Linked DNA regions of Mus musculus: region 2 is linked to region 1. The links are chromatin contacts, called in public Hi-C maps. All regions are on one chromosome and are shown on one strand. Each heading gives the region's core, a stretch centred on a gene start, on an enhancer-like site or on the middle of the called end of the contact. The rest is flanking DNA. Distances are from core to core; before and after follow the strand shown. Region 1 overlaps Ndst3 (N-deacetylase/N-sulfotransferase (heparan glucosaminyl) 3). Region 2 has its middle 20 kb from the start of Gm22575.

Region 1 (5,857 bases), core at 190-2,689:
ATGGAGAAATGCTGCTAACTGCCTTGCTTACTTCTCATGGCTTGCCCAGCCTGCTTTCTTATAGAACTGAGGACCACCAGCCCAGGGATGGTACCACCCACAAAAGACTGGACCCTCCCCAACTGATCACTAACTGAGAAAATGCCCTACAGAAGGATATTGTGTAGGCATTTTCTCAACCGAGGCTCCTTCCTCTCTGATGACTCTAACTTGTGTCAAGATGACACCCAAAACCAGCCAGTACACCATCTCTGCTTTTGTATTTTTTTGTTTTTAGTGGTGGAGATCTTTACACCTGGCTTTTGTTAATTTTATTCTTAGGTACTTCAACATTATAATTTAAATGTGCTGATTTAAATTGTATTATAACTTAAAAACAACTTTCATTTAAATTTTCAAAAGTGATCATAGGACGATGTTAAGGTAAAGTCTTGAAAGTAGACTTCTAAGTGGTGTATACTGAGCGCCAAAGGAAATGTCACCCCATGCAACTCCTCCTAGTGGAGAAGCAACCATGGCAGTCAAGTCACTGACTAACAGGGGTGAAGGAATTACCACTACTGTTTCTTCCACAGTGACAGCTTACATCTAAACATGGGAAACATTGCTTTGCTTACAACAATAACTCAAAGAGACCTGTGTGAAATATTGGGCCTTGAGCGTAGAATCAGGAAGCCTGGACTTGAACTCAGCAAAATACTGAGGGAACATACAGGCCACAGAAACTAGGCCTTGACAAACATTTTCTTTATTTCATTGTTCTCTCTCTCTCTCTCTCTCTCTCTCTCTCTGTGTGTGTGTGTGTGTGTGTGTGTGTGTGTGTGTGTGTGAGAGAGAGAGAGAGAGAGAGAGAGAGAGAGAGAGAGACCGAGTCCCACTGTGTAACTCTGCCTGTTCTTGAATTCTCATTGTAGACAAGACTGGCCTTGAACTCATGAAGGTCATCCTGGCTTTGCCTCCTGAGTAATGGGACTAAAGGCATGTGCCACCACACCCAACCCCATTATCTATCTTATATTTAGTGAGCACTCACAAAACAAAGCGCTAAGCTATTCCTTTCTAAAGATCTGTATACCGCAGGCCCAAATGAGAGGAGAAGCGCTGTCTGTCTGTGGATATGTAAATTTAGCATATTGTTATCATTGGTTAATTACGGAAAATAAATCTATTTATAGGCATTTTTGCTTTAGTGCTAACCTCAAACCAAAATTTAAAAAGATCACTAAACAGAACTTCAGTGGATTATAGCTAGAGAATTCAAAATTTAACTCCAAAGTACAAAAGGCTTGTTTGACTTCGGGGGTGGGGGTAGACTGCTGCTAAGAAACAAACTTCTATTAATAGGGAATCTTCTGGAAATTGTTCTATTAAGAACCTGGCAAGCTCACAAATATGACAGATGGGCTGAAAATGAGGAAGTGTATGCCAGAAGACTTAATGTAAGAGGCTATAGGAAAACACATCCCCCATTTCCCTGGCTATGGATTGATGCCTGGTCAGCGTGCCTTATAAACTGCTTGAATACTTTTTGAATTTGGTCCATTTTCTCTGTTTCTAGGTTTGATTCTCATAAAGGCTTCTGGTGTCAGCTGCTGGAAGAAGGGAAAACAAAATGCCTTGGGAAGAGTAAAGGAAGAAAATACCCCCCGATGGACTCTGATGTAAGTGTGGAGCCCAAAAATATAAAACACAGCAATGATAAGCAATAATAATGATGATAATAATAATAATAATAATAATAATAATAATAATAATAAATATCACCTACAACTTCTTAGAAAAGTGACTGAGATCAAAAATCAGCCTTTATACAAGCTAGAAGGCAGTGGGTCCCCTCCTGCTTTCTTATGCACTTCGTGTTACAGAGGTACTTCCTTCACAAGAGTAGAGGGGGTGTTTTGTGGAGCAAGAGCTCCTGGCTGTGGCTACACCATGAAGAAAATAACACCGCTGCCTAACAAGCGTTACTGATCCAGCTGGAGAAGGGAGGGGGAAGAAGGAGAAGGGAGACAGAAACTGGGTTGAGAGACTTACTACATTTTATTATATAAATGTATGAGAGCTGTCAGACAATTAAAAATGGGAAATAATAAGATACAAACTATAGTATTTCAAAGGAAGATAATAGTATTAAAATAATACAAATTATTATAAGTAAATAAATACATACATTCATAAATAAATAAAGGAAATTAAGGGTGAGAAAGAGGGCTAAACAGCTAAAGGCTCCTGCCACCTATGCCATTTATGGTGGAATGGGAGAACCAATAGCCTCGAACTCTTCCCAGACATCCCCCTGTGCCTTGACAGGTGTACACACACACTAAAATAAAGAAAATGCAATAAGATAGCCTCTTAATTAAACTTCAAGTGGTTCTGTGTGTTGATACGTCTAGGTTGGATGTTTTGATTTTTCCATTTACATAATTAATATCTGTGTTCCAAGAATGAAAGGAAGTAGAATTTGTGATTGTCAATCTGAAAAGCAGGTAACATGAAAACTGATAACTACGGAAGAGTGATAGCTGCTGCGCAGAAACTGCTCTGCTGCTAAAAATGTCAGCAAGCCACGATAGGAAATATAGCAACCAGAAATTGACAAAAATACTTTCTGTTTTCAATGTCAAATGATTCTGTGGAACACAGATTAGAGTGTTAGCTGCTAATATAATGTACTAAGCTTTTAACTGCTAGAATGTTCGTGGGACAGGATAATTAACCTATCTCTCAATTGTCGAGCACACAGGCACATAACCTAGTCTGTGAGAAAGGGACACATTCATGGTGTGAGCCAGTATTGTTTATTCTGCTCAGAACAATGACACGGTGAGCTGTCATTCTCACAGTTTGTGTGCCCTGTATTTTTCCTTTATGCTTATTTTGCATATGCTAATGTTTATTCATGGTATATTTAGCATATACTTTGACTATAAGAATCTAACTTGATTATTAAAGTTTTTTTAAGAACTCAGAAATTTAAATATATGGGAATATTTTTCTTACAGTATTTCATACATTCTGTTAACTGACAATCCCAAGGTGGGCAAAATTTCTCAGTAATCTACATTTATTTGACAAAATTTTTATCCTTCAAGGTTTAGAGGACTAATTGTTATGCTGGTCTGATAGACAGGACCTCGGTGAGGTCACAATTAAATTCTGTACAGAAGGCATAGAAAAGGGAGGCACCTGTTGTTTTCATAGAGAAACTACATTGCAAGAAGTCTATTCTGTTGTGAAAACAGTCAGAATACACTAGATGCAGGCGAGAGGTAGTTTCTCCATTGTTTCAGTAAAAATGTAAAATATACTAATTTTTATATCAAATATACTTCTTTATAGAGTTATTAAAACTAAGTATATCACTAAGACACTAAGGTTTATCTTAGCATTTATTTCACTCTGGTCTAACATAGACAAAGCTGAGATACTGTATAAAATTGGTGGTAGTCTAGGTAAACAAGAAAAACATGGCCATAGATGTCAACAAGGTTACTCTCTAAGCATATGCTAAGTTTACTTAAAGGAATAAAATGTCTGACACTGTGTAAATAGTCTCCAAACTGGAGGCTCCGCAGAAGGGTGCAATCACAAACCTGACTGGAGTAGCAATCTTTGCCACACAGTGGTCACCTTTCCTACTTCAGACGCCAGACAAAACAAAGTATTCCAGGGTGTGGCCAACACAGTTCATGTGCTTCACACAAATCTCAAACCATATCTAGTGCACAAGATACCTATTTCAGCAGAGTCAACATGCACGGAATATATTTTAGTAAAATAAAGTATGCATTTCTTCCTCTTTCGCACTCAGAGCAGAGCGTTTCTGTCCAGCTACTACCGCGACCACAACGTGGAGCTCTCGAAGCTGCTGCACAGGCTGGGGCAGCCTCTGCCCTCCTGGCTGAGACAGGAGCTGCAGAAAGTGAGGTAGCATGGAGAAAAGAAGCAGACCTCATCTAGAGCTCACAGACGACACTACCAAAAAGCTGTGGAACACATACCTCTGCATCACAGAAAACGAGCAAGGCTCTTCCATGTGCTGGCATGTGGATGATTGTGGAGGGTCAGGCATAAAATATATATATATCTTTAAGAAGCTTCCAGGCCTATGGCCTTCCTCTTAACCCTTATCTGATTTGTGTGGAACAGCAACCAACATAAATTTTAAAACAAAACAGAAAACAGAAACACTGACGCAGTCCTGTACCATTTCATAGTAATATTTACAATTTTGTATATTTCGGCTACAGTTGTTATTTCTGTAGATTTCTGGACCACTATTTGACTGTAAAAATGTTTTCTGACTCGATTCTGTGAAGTAGCCTATAAACATCACGATGGAGAATTACAAGTGTCGGAAAATGCTGCCAGCATAGGCCATGGCTGTGTGAGAGCAGGGTCGGGGAGCAATCTGTGGACTTTGTCTCCAAACAGGGAAGCAAAGGGGGTGGTTCTCCTTGTACATAGTCCAGCGAGCTCGTGCTGATGTAGCTCTGTATTGTAAACTTGGCAGACAGCAAACAGTAACACATCCTTACATCAAAATACTGAACATTAATGGCAGAGTATTGACTAAATCCTCTGAGAAAGAGAACTGGTGAACTTCTAAAGATACGCCATACAGATACATAAAAATACACTGAGAACTCTTTGCTTTCTGATGTAAGCTGCCGGTCTATTCTGGCCACCTCCAGTTGCACCGAAATGCATGTGGAGCCTGCAGGAAGTATTCTCTCTGAGTCAGAGTGACCTTTAAATTTGCAGAGCAGAGACTGGAGAAATGGCTCCACAGTGGGGGGCACTGACTCTTCTTCTAGAGGACTCAGGTTTAAATCCCAGCACCCACATGGCAGCTCACAACTGCCTGTATCTCCCAAGATCTGACACTCTCACATAGACAAACATACAGGCAAAACACCAATGCACATAAAATAAAGGTTAAAAAATTAATTTAAAGTCCTCATAAATGAGCAGAGCAGCTGCTGAACAAACTTATTAACTGGAAACTAAGGACAGTTCCTTGAGCTGCTTAAAGTACTCAGATTTAAATTATTGCAAAACTGTGTTTTTCCAGGTAATCCCAAAGCAAACTGTGTAATATACAGGCTTGTGGGACAATGGACTCATATACAAATTTTCATCTAATATATAAAACGATGGTTGTGCTTCGAGGTGGAACAAGCAGGTGAAGTACCATGATGGAGGATACCTCGCATATTGCCCACATCTTTGCCCAACAACAGAACATTGCCAACTGTATGAACTACCTACGATAAGAATCACAGGGAGTACAAAGATGAGCATAGCTCAGGAAATATATCTAATTTAAATTAGACACGTGATGAGTGAAGGATTCGAAACAAGAGTACGGGAGATCACACTTTCCTGTGTTAGTATAGACTTAATCTTGTATTGTGATTGACCCATATGTAAACATAAGGAGAATGTTCCTCGCTGTGACTGCACACAATTCTAGAAAGTATTCTATAAGGTGTGTTTAGAGACACAATATGCCACAAAACCAAAGGCCTGAATACGTCTATCTGTCATTTCAGTGCACAAAACGGTACTCTTGCAGCTATTTGCCAGTTTAAAAAACAAAAACAAAAAAGAATGAAGCACCCCCACTCGCGCTGCTTAATTCCTTACATCCTTATTCCCACAATTACCAGTTTCTCTAAAGTTTTTCCATCTTTTATGAACTCAAAGAATACAGTGACTTTTTTTTAAAGCACATACCGGAAAGAGTTGGCTAAACAACCAAATTTTAAGAGCCCTGATTGAGAGGCCAAATCAAAATACAGTGAAAGGACTCTTCCCTCCTAACCGCTGCCACTTTGGCAGTGACACCTGC
Region 2 (6,179 bases), core at 312-2,811, 860 kb before region 1:
ACAAACAGAGAAAATTCTTCATTTTATATTGTGTGTGCAGTGGACAGAGCTGAAAGAACTGGGAAGCAGTTTTAACCTTTAAAGAGATTCCCCCAACATGATTGAACTCCCTCAGAAGTGCTTCACTTTCTAATGTTTTCTGACTATCTAAAAACTGCATTACCAGCAATGAGCCAAGGGTTTAATCAATGGTTAGGGAAGCCCCAAGGTGAGTCCACACTACTGCCCCTCATCCCCATGAACACTGAATAAATCAAAATGCTGTTAAACACTTCAAATTGCCACAAAAGACATAGCAGTTCTAGTCTTGTTTAAAATCCTATGTCCAAAGTTCCCCTTGAGAACTGAGGCAAACCTGTAACTCTAAAGAGTTATTAAAAACAACAAAAGAATTCAAGTCCCTTACTTCTTTTTTTTAAAAGAGTAGCTTCTGTTTTGTTTATTATTTTCAGAATATTTTTATTGATTGCATCATGAACCTGAGCACACTCACTTCCCAGTCCTCCATGTTCTTTTACCCTCATCCTTGAGATCTCCACACAACCAAAAATTTATTTAAAAATTATTAATTTTTAATAATAAAAATTTTAAAAAGAAAAATAAACCATCAACTGTGGAATTGTGGAGAGGTACACTTCAGCATCCTCATCACATTTTTAAAAATAATTCTCTTCAATGTTTTTCTACCTATGCTGTTATTTTGTGGGTGTGTGCAGTGAGGTGGGGTAGTAGTTGTCTTAGAAACCTATGACAGTCTTTCTGTTGAGTCTGCAGTCTTCAGTAACCATGGCAAAAGCAGCTTCCTTGCCCTTTGCAGTCAGCAGGAACACAGATCATGGCCACATACATTTTTGCAGCAGCATAGACCACACACATCCACATGGTCTCTAGCTTCAGCATGTGCCATTGACCTCATCATGGTCTCTGGTGGCAGTATAGACATAGACATCAACACAGCTCCTAGCTGCTCTAGGACCACAACATCCATATGGACTTCTGGCTTCAACACACCCTAGGGCAACAGACCAAGAATACCAAAGTGCCTCCAGGGACAGCATGGGCCATAGAAGAGGTCTAATCCAAAAATGAACCATTCTTGGACATCAGTCATTGTTCAGAACCAGAACAATCAAGAGGCTGAGCAGTGTATTAGGGGATAAGTCGGAGTGCAAGCTCCAAGCTGCTGCCTGACTCAGAAACGACAGCTCCTCATCAGTTGCTGTCTTCATTTCAACCTCTCTCCATCACTCACTCACTGTTTTATTCCTACATCTTTCTTACCTCTCCATCTCATATTTGTTCATCATAATGGCTCTGGAAACTGTAGTGTGTCCCACAATTTTTTTTATCCAAACACCTTTACATGCAAATATTCATTGTAATGTATCATTAATTTCACTCAAGGCTCCTGGTTTCTGACTCTCAGAGTGATCCTATAGCTAGGCAGGGCATCTCAAGGAAGGTTTCTTGCAAGCTCCAGGCTCCTGCAACCCTCTGTCCTGAGGCTGGCAGAGCTCAGCTTTTGTGTTTGTATGCTCCAAGCCATAAGACTAAGCTGTAATCTCCCAGCAGGACAAGCAGCTCAGGCTGCGGCCACCCATCCGTGGGCTAACGACCAGCTCTATTCAGTAATGGCATCTGCTACTGTAGGACTGGCTCCTTCATTTACTCCAGCAGCTCATAGATGGAGTATGTCTTGGTGAACCGACTCAGAATGCTGGATCTGGCCTGGAAGACAGCTGTTGGGCAGCGTGCACACCAGGTGTTATAGGAGGGCCTTTCCAAGTCCTGTACTTCTTAATGGAGAAATAAAATGAGTTTATTAATGGTGGGGGTGTGTCTAGAACTTCAGGTGTCTTCACAGCTCCCTCCTAATCAATCCACAGCAAAATGACTAACTTCTGTTAAATGGTGCTAATCTCTCCATCACCATATTTTACTTTCCCCCAATATCACATATGAGGCTTATTGGCATGTTGCAAGGGTTTAAGATGTTTCTGTTTTGGTTTTTCTCCTTGTACTCAGTAAGAATATAAAGGAAAGCTGTTAGCACTAGTCATGCCATAACCTAAATGCTATACTGAAATGAAATTTCCCTATAAGTGGCTAGAGAAATCAGCGATTTAGGGCACATAAGGGTCTTTCACAGGAATTGGAGTTTGGTTCCCAGCACTGTCTTGAATCACAGGCTCCTGTAACTATAGTTCTAGGGAATCCAGCTTCATATATTTTGACACCTGAAGGCACATGAACTCATATGCAGATAGACACATATACATAAATAAATAAAGTAATCTTGTACAAACAAGAAATTTCAGTGTAAAATTAATAACCCGATTTCGTGTGTGTGTGTGTGTGTGTGTTCAGCCATTTTTGTAAGTCTCAGAAATAAAATAAAATTAAAGCAAAATCTAGATAATTTATTTACTTTAATATGTCTCAGTTGATCTCTACTATTATTTACCAAGAATGCATTTCTCCATCCAAAACTTCCTGGCTCTGGTGTCCACTGTGTGCAGTCTTGGAGGTTGTCTGATTTCTGTATATATTTAGTAGAATTATCCAATAGGCTTTAATTATAGCACTGTCTATTGTGTAATACGGAGATCTGAAAATTTCCAAATTTACCCCAGAACAATTCCTGAAGTGAAAATTCTTATAGTCAGACTAAGTATCCTGAAGGAGCAGTGCTTGTTTCATTTGGTTTCAGGGGCGTAGTTCATGATTGATTGTCACTGGTCACTTTCACAGGACATCATGATAATGGGAGACTATGGAAAGGAGGGACTTGCCTAGAAAGTAATTTCGATCTAATTAGTGAACCATGTTCACAATTAGTGACAAAGGTATTCTGGAAAAGTGTGAATCCAAAAATTTAATAGCTAAGGGAGCATTTATGAGCCACATCAGATTCTGAATACAATGGAAGGCTTCACAATAATTAAGTGGAATAATGAAAATATAACCTCAGAATCATTGGGAAAAACTAAGGAGAATAGGAATTTACATATATAGGCAGGTGTTATACACAGTACACACACACACATTGCACACACACATGTGCACACACACACATGTGCACACACACACATGTGCACACACACATTGCACACACATGTGCACACACACATGTGCACACACACATGTGCACACACACATGCGCACACACAAACGTGCACACACACATGTGCACACATGTGCACACACACATGTGCACACACACATTGCACACACACATGTGCACACACACATTGCACACACACATGTGCACACACACATTTCACACACATGTGCACACACATTGCACACACACATGTGCACACACAAAGGAGTACACGCTTTGGTAGGATATGCAGATATTAGATAAAATATGTGCAAGATGGAGCTTGTGAAAAGACAGCAATTAACAGGTTCTCAAATTGACCAGAAAGCATTACTGTACATATTAAGAGATTTTGGCAGCTATAATGAGAAGCAAGTAAAAATGTATCCAGGAAGATAAAGAATAATAGGTAGAAAAAGGCTGGCAAACAACTCCTTACATAGACATAACTAACACTGCTTATACATCTAGATGAATTTTCAGAACCCATTTAGACCAGAAAGCAGGGTTGTAACATAAAAAATGTAACCAAGGAACTCCACACCTCAAACTCCACGCCTCCCGCTAAGCCTCAGGCTGGCCTTAAACTCCAGCCTGCTGACTCAGTCTGCTGAGCACAGATGTTATAAGCAGTGCCAACAATCTCAGCTTTCAAATAAATTCTAAATCCAAAAGAATAAAAATTTAAAAGCTGGATTGTAAATAAAACAGAATAGAGTTAGGTTTCAAAAGAATGTCAAATTATGTGTTCTCAGATATATATTTACTTCATTAGCCTGTATGTGAAGTAGGTGGCCATTTATGAAGAAAGCCAAAATAATTGGCTATAAAAACTTGTCTCTTGACACTTTTAGTTCTTAATGCCTGTTTGTGGGGAAAGAAAATTGTAGTGAGAAATAACATGATGGAGATAAGAGATAGCCCAGAAGAGTTCCTGACAGAAAGGCTGAGATGTTTAATCATCCAGAGTTGCTTTTGCAGCTTCTGCCAAAACTCTCAGCCTTGCCAGCAGGATTGAGATGTCTGTCAAGATCCCATTGAGCCAAGTAGAATCACCACAGCCCTGCTACTGTCAACAGACGAGCTACACACAGGATTTGCTTTAGTTCTGTAAAATTGGGTCTTGTGTTATCGCTAGAACATACTGAGCCTGTGTACCATGACTTCTGAAGGAAAGATGATTGCTGGCAAATTCAAAAAGTGAAGGAAAATGGTACTTATTTCTTAACTTGGACAGGGTCATAAACTTGCTGCTATCCTAGGCAGATTGCTTGACAATGATATCAGAAAACACTAAGCTTTAGATAAAGCTAGGATAACTTGGTTATAGAATAGAAAGGTAATATAAATAAATGTTTCCATGGAATATAAATGATCTTATTTTTTTTACTGTGGATAATCTAAAGAAAATCACATGACTCCTTGACTACTTAGGAGCTATGATATTAGTCATAAAAAGAATTTTATCTCATGTGTTAACTTTCTATTGCTTTTGTGAGTATTAATTCAGTATCTTAATTTATTCTTATAGTTCTAAGATCTGTAGGTTTGTCACAGGTCTCCCTGAAATATCATTAAGATATCAACTGAGCTCTCCTTTTTCCTGCCTTTACTTTGGACAGGAACATTTCTGGGTTTAAAATTTTGAGATGGGTATTTCAGATAAAACCATCACCATGGGTCCTGGGAGCCTCTTGCTTCACTGGAGTCTAGTGGCTACCCCCTAGTTCCCCATCCACCAGTGCTACGTGTTTCTATTCAATTTCCTGATCCTCTGTACTTCAACCCTGGTACTTCCAATAAGTAATCCTGATACTCTTTTCTCTCCCTCTCCTCTCTCCCTCCATGACCACTCCCTCCCTCGAGCTCCTGTGATTATTTTGTTTTTCATTCTATGTAGGATTGAAGCATCTACACTTTGGTCTCCTTCTTAAGCTGCACATAGTTTGCCAGTTGTATTTTGAGTATTCTGGACTTTTAAGCTAAAATCCACTTGTCAGTGAATACATACCATGTGTGTTCTTTTGTTTCTGGGTTACCTCACTCAGGACAATACATTCTAGCTCCATCCATTTGCCTGCAAATTTCATGAAGTCATTGTGTAAATGTACCAAATTTACTGTACCCATTCTTCTCTTGAGGGACATCTATGTTCTTTCCAGGTCTGGCTATTATAAATAAGGCTGCTATGAACATAGTGGAACATGTGTCCTGGTTGTATGCTGGAGCATTTTTTGGATATATGCCCAGGAATGCTATAGCTGGGTCTTCAAGTAGGATTATTTCCAATTTTCAGAGGGACTACCAGATTGATTTCCAAAGTGGTTTTACCAGCTTACAGTTCCATGAGCAATGGAGGAGTGTTCCTCTTTCTCCACATCCTCACCAGCATCTGCTGTCAAATGTGGTTTTGATCTTAACCATTCTGATTGGTGTGAAGTGGAATCTCAGGGTCATTTTCATTTGGATTTCTCTGATGACTAAGGATGTTAAACACTTCTCAGCTATTTGAGATTCCTCATTTGAGAATTATTGTTTAACTCTGTACCTCATTTTTTAAAAATAAGGTTACTTGGTTCAGTATAGTCTAACTTCTGGAGTTCTTGGTATATTTTGGATATTAGGCCTCTACCTCTATTGGATGTAGGGTTGGTAAAGATCTTTTCCCAAACTGTAGGTTGTCATTTTGTCCTATTAACAGTGTCCATTGCCAACAGAAGTTTTTAAATTTTATTGGTCCCATTTGTCTATTGTTGATCTAAGAGCACAAGCTATTGGTGTTCTGTTTTCCTCTTTGCCCATGTGTTTGAGCCTTTCCTCCCACTTTCTCTTCTATTAGTTTCAGTGTATCTTGTTTTATCTAGAGGTCCTTGATCCACTTGGACTTGAGCTTTGTACAAGGAGATAAAAATGGATCGATTTGCATTCTTCCAGTTGAACCAGCACCATTTGTTGAAAATGCTGTCTTTTTTCCAATGGATAATTTTAGCTCCACTGTCAAAGATCAAGTGACCATATATGTGTGAGTTCATTTCTTGGTCTTCATTTCTATTCCATTGATCTACCTGCCTGACTC

The links. A called contact is a pair of places that touch in the nucleus more often than the background predicts.
Region 2: a contact with region 1 is called in a Hi-C map of cerebellum, with 2.0 times the contacts expected there. The contact joins two enhancer-like sites. A contact is called at or near these places in 7 of 39 promoter capture datasets (the 3T3-L1 cell line, 3T3-L1-derived adipocytes, hippocampal neurons and 2 more) and 2 of 484 Hi-C or Micro-C datasets (cerebellar granule neurons and cerebellum).

What each region holds. Positions count from the first base shown.
Region 1 is chr3:123,526,888-123,532,744 of GRCm38.p6, reverse strand. It overlaps Ndst3 (N-deacetylase/N-sulfotransferase (heparan glucosaminyl) 3), which reads left to right. Exons shown (of 13, transcript NM_031186.3): 12 at 1,559-1,661; 13 at 3,815-5,857. The coding sequence ends at 3,934. Among named protein-coding and RNA genes, the nearest start is that of Snhg8, 21 kb to the right of the region's middle. Within about 2 kb of position 1,439, at least 3 of the 459 cell types and tissues checked have an H3K27ac peak or open chromatin away from gene starts, as enhancers often do. A contact at or near this core is called in cerebellum, where this site is marked.
Region 2 is chr3:124,387,808-124,393,986 of GRCm38.p6, reverse strand. No RefSeq gene overlaps it. Among named protein-coding and RNA genes, the nearest start is that of Gm22575, 20 kb to the left of the region's middle. Within about 2 kb of position 1,561, at least 3 of the 459 cell types and tissues checked have an H3K27ac peak or open chromatin away from gene starts, as enhancers often do. A contact at or near this core is called in cerebellum, where this site is marked.